2 separate regions of the Mus musculus genome follow, and region 2 is linked to region 1. A link is a contact called in public HiChIP or PLAC-seq data. All regions are on one chromosome and are shown on one strand. Each heading gives the region's core, a stretch centred on a gene start, on an enhancer-like site or on the middle of the called end of the contact. The rest is flanking DNA. Distances are from core to core; before and after follow the strand shown. Region 1 overlaps Runx1 (runt related transcription factor 1). Region 2 has its middle 18 kb from the start of Mir802.

What was found. HiChIP or PLAC-seq counts read pairs in DNA pulled down with a chosen protein or histone mark.
Region 2: a contact with region 1 is called in an H3K27ac HiChIP or PLAC-seq map of oligodendrocyte precursor cells, with 6 times the contacts expected there. The contact joins two enhancer-like sites. A contact is called at or near these places in 1 of 39 promoter capture datasets (hippocampal neurons), 1 of 484 Hi-C or Micro-C datasets (bone marrow-derived macrophages) and 3 of 115 datasets of contacts at active chromatin or transcription factors (embryonic stem cells, oligodendrocyte precursor cells and pancreatic cancer cells).

What each region holds. Positions count from the first base shown.
Region 1 is chr16:92,652,216-92,657,699 of GRCm38.p6, reverse strand. The region is part of intron 5 of Runx1 (runt related transcription factor 1); the gene reads left to right. Among named protein-coding and RNA genes, the nearest start is that of Gm30224, 59 kb to the right of the region's middle. Within about 2 kb of position 3,714, at least 96 of the 459 cell types and tissues checked have an H3K27ac peak or open chromatin away from gene starts, as enhancers often do. A contact at or near this core is called in oligodendrocyte precursor cells, where this site is marked.
Region 2 is chr16:93,384,941-93,390,582 of GRCm38.p6, reverse strand. No RefSeq gene overlaps it. Among named protein-coding and RNA genes, the nearest start is that of Mir802, 18 kb to the right of the region's middle. Within about 2 kb of position 2,667, at least 12 of the 459 cell types and tissues checked have an H3K27ac peak or open chromatin away from gene starts, as enhancers often do. A contact at or near this core is called in oligodendrocyte precursor cells, where this site is marked.

The DNA.
Region 1 (5,484 bases), core at 2,465-4,964:
CCGAACAGTGGGCATTTTATTTGCTTGCTGGATCTTTTTACTTTTGTACGCCGTGGCTGGTAAGTCATATTCTAGTCATTTGAGGCAAAAATGTAAACATTTGAAATAAGTCACTTCGTAAGTTCAGGATGACTTAATGGTCCCTTTTGGAATTCTGACCCGAGTATCTCAGCCTTACTTGCCTGTGGGGTGGCTTCACGGCGTTTCTGGTCCACTCATTTTATAATGCTACGAGCAAACGTACAGGAGGGACATTTTTACTCCTGATCTGACCTTGTTCCTGGGGCCCCAGTCCCAAATTTCAGAAAAGAATCAGAGGGTTCGACAGGGAGTAAGAGAGGGAATTGGAGTCAGACCTCTGATACATACTGGCTGTGTGCCTGTTTTTCCCTCTGTAGAAGGGGTTTCCAGATGCCCACCTTCCAAAGGGGAAGATAGACCAGGTGGGCGCCATTGCTCTGAGGCTAGCTGCCTGACTCCAGCTTCCGCACTGTCTTGGCTCTGATAACAAACCTTCATCACAGGGATTGCAATACCATGCATGGAGACTTCCATGTGAGGGTGCTTCACATAGCCCTGCACATAGCACCCTGTAACATTTAAAGCACAAACCAGGAACACAGGCAAGTCAGTCTCCTTCATCCCCAACCTTGTATTTACCAAAGGAATCACATGGAATTCTGCCGAAGTGTTCACCAAATATTTACCAATACCAAGTTATTTAAAGATGAGGGGGAAACCTGGCAAATTGGTTCCACAGGACTCAGCACTTGGAGCCTTTTCTCTTTCAACTTGACCTCACGGTCACTTTAAATCCCGAAGCACCAGAAACCAAACCCAAGCCTTACCAAGGCACCACCTTGTGAAACCTGCATCGCGCCTGCCTCTTCAGAGAACAGGCAGGTGGGTCCAGATAGAGGCTTTATCTGTCATATGTAGCTCTGTTTCCCAGCAGAACATTGGGCATCCATGTTGCTGTCACCTACCAAAGCTCCTAGCATCTAGAAAATTCTACTGGGTCAGCTATGAGTACCATGGGAGGGGAGTCTCTCTACTGTATAGGGTTTCGTCTTATTTGAGTGGTATATATCAAAGTGTGGCTTATCAACTAAGTAAGAGAAATAGCCTATCCACTAAGTAATAGGAATACAATAGATGTGAATGAGATATTTGCAAACAAAGCAACCTGAAAACCGACTGCTAATGTTTTACAGGTATTGGGCAAGATCCTTAGTGATCTTAAGGAAAATAATGATTGTTCTCTTAAAGATAATTTTGGTTTTGTTAGACTTGCTTGTTTTATATTTTGTGCATGAGTGTTTTGCCTGCTTGTATGTTTGTGTACCACGTGCATGCCTGGTGCCCTGGAGGCCAGAAGAGGTCCTTCCATCCCCTCAAACTGGAATTACAGTTGGTTCTGAGCTGCCATGTCGGTGCTGGGAACCAAACTCCGGTCTTCTAGAAGAGCAACACGTGCTCTTAACTGCAGAACTATCTCTCCGCCTGAAAGATAGGTTCCGTCTCGTCTCGTCAGATTGGTGAGAATGCAGGAGAAGTCCGCATTTAAATTAGCCACCCCTGTTAAGCTGGACTTGGAGAGGCTTTTCCCTCCTCGTTTGCCTCCCTCCAGAAACTTTTTAAGGCACTTGGAAACAAAGGAAGCAGCCTTTATCCACAGTTCAGAGTTTTGCTTAAATTCATTTTCTTTTCCAGGACCAAATAGTTTTTCTTCTGCATACGGCTCTCATGGCGGCAAAACCATAGGATAGCCTGCTGCTTCTGAGTCTATATTTCCTGTATGTGTGTGTGTGTGTGTGTGTGTGTGTGTGTGTGTGTGTGCGTGCGTGCGTGCGTGCGTGCGTGTGTGTGTGTGTGTGTGTGGTGTATGTATGTATGTATGTATGTAAGTATCTGTGTGTCTATGTATATCTGTGAGGGTGTATGGGTGAGAGACAGTGTGAGAGTGTACGTCTGTGTCTGTGTCTCTGTATGTGTATTCATGTCTATGTGTGTCTGTGTATGTTTATGTGTGTCTGTGTGTGTCTATGTGTGTGTCTGTGTATGTTTATGTGTGTCTGTGTGTGTCTATGTGTGTGTCTGTGTGTGCCTGTTTGTATGTGTATGAATGTGTGTTAGAGAGTGTGTGTGTCTATGTCTATGAGTGTGTCTGTGTGTGAGTGTGTGTCTGTGAGTGTGTGTCTGTGAGTGTGTGTCTATGTGAGAGTGTGTGTTTGTGAGTGTGTATGTCTGTCTGTGTATGTGTATTTATGTCTGTGTGTGTACGTCTGTGAGTGTGTGTCTGAGTGTGTATGTCTGTTTGTCTGTGTATGTGTATTTATGTCTGTTTGTGTGTGTGTGTGTGTGTGGTGTGTTTGTGTATGTCTGTGTGTATCTGTGAGTGTATATGTCTGTTTGTGTATGTCTGTGTGTATCTGTGAGTGTATATGTCTGTGTATGTGTATTTATGTCTGTGTGTGTGTTTGTGTATGTCTGTGAGTGTGTATGTCTGTCTGTGTATGCATATTTATGTCTGTTTGTGTGTTTGTCTGTGTGTGTGTGCCTGTTTGTATATGTGTGAGTATGTGTATAAATGTGTGTGTTACAGTGTGTGTGTGTGTGTGTGTGTGTGTGTGTGTGTGTGTGTGTATCTGTGTCTCTGTGTGTGCCTGAGATTCAGTTTCTGGGAGGTGAACCGATCCACCCTGTGCCCCGTGCCTGCCTCAAACCCTTCAGCTACTTGATGCTGAGGCTCTGGAGGCCACTGGGTAGTCCGTGCATCTGCCAACACACTGGCTGGGGGCAGGATCAGAGAATCTTTTCTGCTCTGAGAGTGATTCAGCCATTCTCAAAATAAATAAGTAGCAGAGTGCAGAGAGGAAGAAGTGGAAAACATTGAAATCTGAGTCTGGAGGGCGGAGTTCTTCTCAGCAGGGCTCCTGAGTCCTGAGCAGGGGGCAGTGCCCAATGGAAAGCCCTCAGGCCCTGCCACCTGGCTCTGTGCAATTCTCAGCTTCTGCTGGAACTTCAGTTTTGTCATCTACAAAGTTGGGAGGAGGGTGTAGTGAGGGCTAAGGCACTGATGAACTCAACGCTTGATTCAATGTTTCCAGGAGCAGTTGAACTTGCAAGGCATCCTCTTCCAGCCTCTAGCAGGTGACCTGCTCTGAGGAGTGTGTCCAAAGGGGGATGGAGAAGAGATGGCCACTGGGGGTGTGGGGGAGGGGCTAGTGAGGAGCAAGATGGAGTAGGGCCAGAGGGAGGATCGACCCATCCAGCCCAAGCTGCTGCAAAGGGACGGGAATAAATGCAGAGTGGAGTGGCTTAAGCAGGGGAAATCATCAAAACTATATTTCCCATGACTTTGGCAGCCTTAGAAAAAAAAAAGAAGAAAGGGGAAAAAAATCTGTAAACACACAAAGTGCTCAATTGTCCGAGCCTAATGGCCAACTTCCCAAAGCTGGCCGGCCAGAGACCTTGGTGTTAATTCCTCAGCCAACTGGAAAAAAAAAGATGGTGTGAGTTCTGTTGACTTAATTGCCAGAGCGTTGCTGAGTGAGGCTGCCCCCCCCCCCTTGCGTATGCTGGGCCTTTCCTCATTACCTGCCCTACCTATCTCCACAATCTAGCCACAAACAGCTTTGGTTGACCACACCACTTCCCTATTGAAAGTTAATACTGTTTGACTCATTCGGTGCTGCTTAACCCGAAGCCAAAGAAAACAAGGCAGAGAATAGCTGGCTTGTATGGAGTCTGGAAAGCCCTGCTCGGCCCTGCTTTCAAAGTCCTATACAGTAGCCTTACTATACCTCAGCTGCAGCTGCACAGAAAATGGAGGAAGCAGAGGTGACCCTCTGTGTGTGTGTGTGTGTGTGTGTGTGTGTGTGTGTGTGTGTTGGCGAGGGAGGTGGGGGTGGGGGACGGAGAAGAGAACAGGAAGGGAATGGGGTGCCCCCCCCCCCGGGGGGCTGGAAGAGACAACAGAGCAATCTGCCCAGTTCCGGGATTCTCTTTCTGGGCTCCAAAGTGTATCCTAACAGACAGCAGTGTCTGGGCTGAACAGATACACTAAAAAGAAAGACTCAAAAACCCATTGGAAAAAGCGATTTTCCTATAGAAGACAGCAGAGAGAGGGGAGTTGGATCTCACCTGACCAGCTTCCCATAGGACAGTCCCTAGGTGACCAGGGACAAGGCCCACCACTGCCAAATGTGGGAAGGACTCAGAGGCAGAAGGTTGTCTTGGGTTGATAGGGAGGTAGCCACACTGCTCCCTACTCCTTGCCTGAGATGAGGTCACCAGGGGGGCAAATGGGGGTGAGGGGTGGGGTGTGCTCAGAATTTGGAATGAGTAGAACTCTCCCTTTGTAAGTGACCAGGCCGGTGCTCTGCAGGTACATGGCTGCTTGCTGATGGGTACTTGTGACTGGTAGACAAGATTCTGCTCACTCGGCCATTCCTGGATTGTAGCTGCCGCCCCTCCTCCTCCCCAGTCACACACCCCAGTGGCTGAGAGACAGAGTCACCCCCAAACAACTTGAAAGTAACCTTTTCTTGAGTGTGGCACTCAGCCAGTGCTTTGCTAAAACACAACTGTGAACTCACAGGTGCTCAGCGTCTGCCCTGTGCTGTCTCTTTGGTCCCTTTTCCTTGAGGCCAGCCTAGAGCTCCAATTGGCTCTTTTTTTCCTCTTCAGGTTTAGGGATTGATGGAGCCTTTTCTTTACCCCCTTTTCCTAAGCACGGAGGGAGAAAGATCGTTGTTGATGCTGCGAGCCGAGAACCCCAGAGAAGGACATCCAATCAATCACTCACTCGCTCGCTTTCTCACTCCTCCGTCCAGCCAGGTTTTACAGGGACATCACTCAGCCTCCTCCAAGAGGCCTCTGTTTATCTGGACTCTGTGCAAACATACTCAGCACCACTGCCAATCACATGTAGCATGGCAGGAACAGGAGAAGGACAGCTCATTAGGAGAAGTGAGAGATGCAGGATTGCTCAGACCCAGCGCTGAGCATGGAGATGGAGGTGGGGGCCTCTGAGTGTCTTCTCCTTCCTCCCAGGCCCGTGCAACCTAGGGCTTGCCCTGCTGAAGGCCCGAGTCCAGGTGCATTTCAGAGACTAGAGAGCTCTCCTGCCTCTGCCTGTGTCCTGCAGTCCTCCCATGGCTGTCTTCCCTGAAGTCTATCCGTGTCAGAGCTGCTCCGGTAGATGGATAAGAACAGTTACATCAGCTTACTTTTTAATTACACTTTACAGAGGGGGGTCCTGAGACCGTGCTTTCAGGAGAGTTAGATAACAGTTGAGATTACAGGCTGGCAAAGGAGCAGGTCTTGCCGTGTGAGTTCCCTGCAGTTCTCCCACAGGCGGCCACCCCCACGGAGGACCACTGCGGGTCAGGAGCACAAGATAACCAGACAGCTTCTGCTCTAAGCTACAATTACCTCCTTAGTCACCAGACAAAGCAGGAGGTGAGGGAGGGTGATGAC
Region 2 (5,642 bases), core at 1,418-3,917, 730 kb before region 1:
CCCAGGGGCCTCCTCCATCTCCATCAACCGACTCCATCTCCAGAGAGTCTTGGAGGAAGCTTCCTCTCCACCTCCCGTTGAATTCTAACGTCCCCTGAGCTCGGAAGCCCACATTTATATGGTGCCAAGTCTTTAGCCAAATGTGGACATGCTGACAGGATGCAAAATAAGACCACTCTGGGATGAGTGGGCGATCCGACTGGGGACGTAAAGAACCTTGAGTTCACCAAAAGCTCACCAAACAGTCTTAGTCAGGACCCTGGCCCATCTCCATGGATATCTAACCCTGAAATGCTTCCGTTGGCTCCTGGCTCTGCCTTCCCCACCATGTTCAGTGCAGACACATGTTTCTGCCCTTGCTGCTGCACTGGAAGTTACCAGCAATCTGTATTTGAGGACTAAGCCTGCTAGCTTCCAGAAAGCTATCAGAAAGCCCCACCAAAACTCACATCCGCCTAGCTATGGGGTGGCTTTGACAAAGCTGCCCCACTGCCCATTAGCTGGTGTATTCACACGGTGGCAAGATTCTTAAAGCAGCAAGTACAGGCTTACCAGGTTTCTGAAAGAATAGTACACCCACGACCAAATTCCCAAATCCCAAACCCTATTTTCCACTGGTTCCTATCTCAGGATGCTCTGTGGACATCCAGGGAGATGCAGAGCTCAGCATGAGAATTCTGCCACATGTTGGTCATTCTCAACAGCATAGAGAGGGAGCAACAGGGAGGTCCTCCCTCTCCCTCTTAGTGAGGTCCTCCCTCTCCCTCTTAGGGAGATCCTCCCTCTCCCTCTTAGGGAGGTCCTCCCTCTCCCTCTTAGGGAGGTCATCCCTCTCCTTCACAGGAGGTCATCCCTCTCCTTCACAGGAGGTCATCCCTCTCCTTCACAGGGAGGTCATCCCTCTCCTTCACAGGGAGGTCATCCCTCTCCTTCACAGGATGTCATCCCTCTCCTTCACAAGAGGTCATCCCTCTCCCTCTTAAGGAGGTCATTTCTCTCCTTCACAGGGAGGTCATCCCTCTCTTTCACAGGAGGTCATCCCTCTTCTTCACAGGAGGTCATCCCTCTCCTTCACAGGAAGTCATCCCTCTCCCTCACAGGGAGGTCATCCCTCTCCTTCACAAGAGGTCATCCCTTTCCCTCTTAAGGAGGTCATTCCTCTCCTTCACAGGGAGGTCATCCCTCTCCTTCACAGGAGGTCATCCCTCTCCCTCTTAAGGAGGTTATCCCTCTCCTTCACAGGAGGTCATCCCTCTCCTTCACAGGAGGTCATCCCTCTCCCTCACAGGGAGGTCATCCCTCTCCTTCACAAGAGGTCATCCCTTTCCCTCTTAAGGAGGTCATTCCTCTCCTTCACAGGGAGGTCATCCCTCTCCTTCACAGGAGGTCATCCCTCTCCCTCTTAAGGAGGTTATCCCTCTCCTTCACAGGAGGTCATCCCTCTCCTTCACAGGAAGTCATCCCTCTCCCTCACAGGGAGGTCATCCCTCTCCTTCACAGGAAGTCATCCCTCTCCCTTGTAAGGAGGTCATCCCTCTCCTTCACAGGAAGTCATCCCTCTCCCTCACAGGGAGGTCATCCCTCTCCTTCACAGGAAATCATCCCTCTCCCTCGTAAGGAGGTCATCCCTCTCCTTCACAGGAAGTCATCCCTCTCCCTCATAGGGAGGTCATCCCTCTCCACATTTAAAAAGCAGCCTATTCACAGATAAGTGTAGCTCTCATCCCTCATCAAAGGAACTTCTTTTGGGGATGGGGGGCTGCAGATGAGACCATTACAGAAACCCATAACTGGTCACAGTACAGAGAATCAGTGGCAGCCAGGTACTCAGCCCCAACTGATATATCTACAACATGACACTATACTTAAGGCTTTGGAAACATTGCAGAAGAGGGAACAGATAGATTGTGAGAGCCAGAGGACTAAGATGTCGCTGGGAGATTTTGCCTCCTGTGTATGTCAGGGACACTGCACCCATGAGAGTCCACGATATGCTTGCCTAAAGCAGACCTGACTAACTATAACACAGTTCATGTCCCATCATGTATGGGGAAATCCTTGCAAGACCCCATACCTAGATGAACTACAGATATTCAGTGATCGCTGAGAGAGAGAATTAGTTTCCCCCAGGGATGAGACCCCATAATTGGCTGTTCAACCCCAAGTGGTCAGCCCTAAAAGCATACACATACAAGTAGTAACTAAATGGTCTCAGTGGGATATTTATATGTGCATGCATGCGTGCACACACACACTAATTAAAGAAAAAGAAGCCATGAATTTCAGAGGGACTGGGAGACTATGGGGACATGGGAAATATATAAGTATACTACACATATATGAAATTAAAAATTCCTTTATAAAAAGGCAGTGGTATCTCTCAAGGCATTTTGGGGATGTGTTTTCATGAGTTCGCTTCGCTTCTGCTCAGGCATGTCGACTTTACCTACTAAACGGGTGACGACATTTTCCCGGGTGGAGAGTGTATTAAGGAATATTTATCCGATGCACTTGTCAACAATGCTCTCCCTGTCCAAGCCGGGGCTGTGAGTCCTCTCATGCTCTGCTCTCCGAGGCTTGGTCATGGCGTTCTCAGGCACTCTGAGTGGACGTGGGCCTCTTGAAACCACTCTTTGTCTTGCTGGATGACTGTTAGCCACACGTGACAGAAAGACTGTTTTCCACATCCTGGTAAGGAAATCCTCTACAAGAGCAGCAGACTTTCCCTGCCCTCCTCCACCGTGTCCTTGCCAGGAAGGGCTAAATAGGCCTTCTGTAGTCACTTCTCCTCAGCACCTTACACCACAACTCAGTTACAGACCCTGAGCCAGAAAAGTTAGCTTCTGCTCGGAGACCACAGGGCCCATAGAACAGAGAGCTGTTTTAGGATGGAGGGTCTGCGCCCAGCCGGGTCCAGCCTCCTGCAGACACATGGCATCTAGGGAAATGTCCCCTTTCCTCTCCCCTCTTCTCCTATAACTTGCATAGCTCTGCATGTATATATTTACTTAAATATTCAGCTCCACTTTTCGTTTTCTGTGCCAATGACCTTCTGAGGCAAGAGGCTTAACCAAAGCGCTGAAATTTACACGTAATCCATTACATGCTACTGAAGTGATGTTTGGAAGCGTTGGCCTTATCCAAACTAACTCCTTGTCCAAGACAAATCTTTTTGTCACCGTAAATAGATGCCATTGCCCTGGGGAGTGGGTGGGGGAACCCCATGCTGCTGGTAACTGGTAGACTGTAACTCAGTAAAAACATAGTTCCTCTGATGATGTGAGGTTTCTACGTGCCTTCAAGAGTTACCATGGCCGTTCATTTCTGCCCACTCTGTGCCTTCCACATGTGGCTTCTCTGCTTGTTCATGCGTATCCTTGATGTCGCCTTTTTATTTGGTGATGATGGTAGTGAGTGTGAGGTAGGTTGGGAGAGGTTGTGGCAGACATTGCTGGGTCTCAGGACCTATATTTCTGAACAGTGGCTCTCTCTGACTCTAGCATTCTGGTTCAATGTTTTTTGACCCTTTTGAGGTATGTAGTCTGAATCTGCTTTAAGTACTGAGAGGGGGCTGTAGTGGTTGGCCTGACTGATCAGGAGGCAAGCTTGCTCTCCATATCAGGAAGAGCTACAGACCCATGGCGCTGCCCTCCAGGCTCAGCATGGGTTGTAGACACAAGAAAGATCTGTGCCTACTCTGAAAGCTGCTATCTGTATGGCCACTGTGACTTGCCATTTCTTCAGGACATACAGCGAGTGGCTCTAAGCTATTTTCCTGGGCTCCACCCCTGAGCACACCTGAGCATGCGTGGCCAGAACAGAAATCCCGCTCATTGAAACTCACCTCATGTTTTCCTGGAAAATAAACATCAGTCCAGTGGGATGCAGAATTTCAGACTGGAAGAGAAGAAACAAGAAGCAACATTATGATCTGGCCCTGCTACATTGTATTAGATGTGGGCTGAAGACTTTCTCTCTACAGTAGAGTATGGCTGGCCTGAAGCCAGGAAGCCTTCCATACTGCCTCCACATAAGATTTACTTTTAATTACATGTGTGTCGGGGGTATGTGCACATGAGTGCAGGTGACCAGAAGTATCAGAACCCTCTTATGCTGAAGTTACAGGGAGTTGTGAGGCATCTGATGTGGGTGCCAGGAATTGAACTCAGGTCCTCTGCAAGAGCAGGGAGTGTCCTTGACTACTGAGCTGTCTCTGCAGCCCTGTCTATGAGTTTGGATGCATGGTTTGCACACATGCACACCTCCATGCACACCTATAGGCACACGTAAGTCATGGCTGCTGTGATTCTTAGTTGCATCCATCTTATCAACCCCAACGACCTCTGGTGTGTCACTGCAGCACCCTGAGCTCCAGCGTAGGCACTGAGAACACATTTCCAGGAGATCCATTTCTGCCGTGCTGTCTCTTCTTTCAGTTTGATATTTTATCGAGGCCTCAAGAGCAAGGGAAAGAGTGCTGAGAAGAATCCAGGTCCCAGGGAAGAGGGGACTCTGGACCCATCTCAGGCTGTATACCCTGAACTGTATTACCGGCCATGACCATGAAGCAGAGCTTGCAGGTAAGAGCCCTTGTCTTCAGTGCCACCATCAACATCTGCCTTGATTTCCAAAGAGCTAATGCTGGGCCACCATGGCAGAACCTCCTATGCTCACACTGAAGACCTGTTAGGAAGCCCTCGCCGGCTCAGGTCGTCCAGGACGTGAGGGTCTTTACAGCCCTTTTTTGTTTTCTTGCCCGTCTCTGTTGGCTCAGGTTCTTCCTGTTGCATTGCCACATCTGACCACAAGCACCAATCACTTTCTAAATTGCCCAACTCTTCTCATGAGCTTTCTGTGTCCTCAGTCAATGAGAGGTATACCTCTGAAATCTCATGTCACACGGAGACCACATCAGCCTTTGACATACACATGTACTGCAGTTAAGAGCACTGGCTGCTCTCCTAGAGGTCATGATTTCAATTCCCAGCAACCACATAGTGGCTCACAACCTTCTATAATATGATCCAATGCTCCCTTCTGGCATGCAGGTATATATGCCAATAGAGCACCCATATACATAAAATAAATTATAAAAAAAAAGACATCTAAGTTGTTGATGTAAGAAACACAGCATCCACCCTAAAGGGGATAAGAGATAGTTAATCCTAGAGCCAAATACGATTGCAGTGCAGAGTGGCAGAGTTTTCACTGAGATTTGTAATGAACCACTATGACACTGGTTGCCAACATGACAGGATTCAGAAGCGTGCAGGAGCGAGATCTCTGAGCATATCTGTGCGAAACTTCCAAGGTTAAGTTAATTGAGGTGGAAAGATCCATCCTTAATTTACCATTGATCTTTCAATAAGAGACTATAAAAGTTTTAGACATTACTTTAAAATCAGATAAAGAAGTCTTTCCTTGTCTCCAGCTCTAGCAAAGAGCCAGAAAGTACCACAAACGTGTGCTTGCTTGGTGCCCTGGTCACACTAATAATAATCTACAGACCCACATGTGGGGAGCTCAAGATGGCCGAGCAAGCCCTCTGAGGCGGCAGCTGAGGCCATGCCAGCACGGACTCCTGGTTTCAGCTCTTTCCACACATACAGACTCCAAGTCTTTTCTTTCTCTTTTTTGCTCAT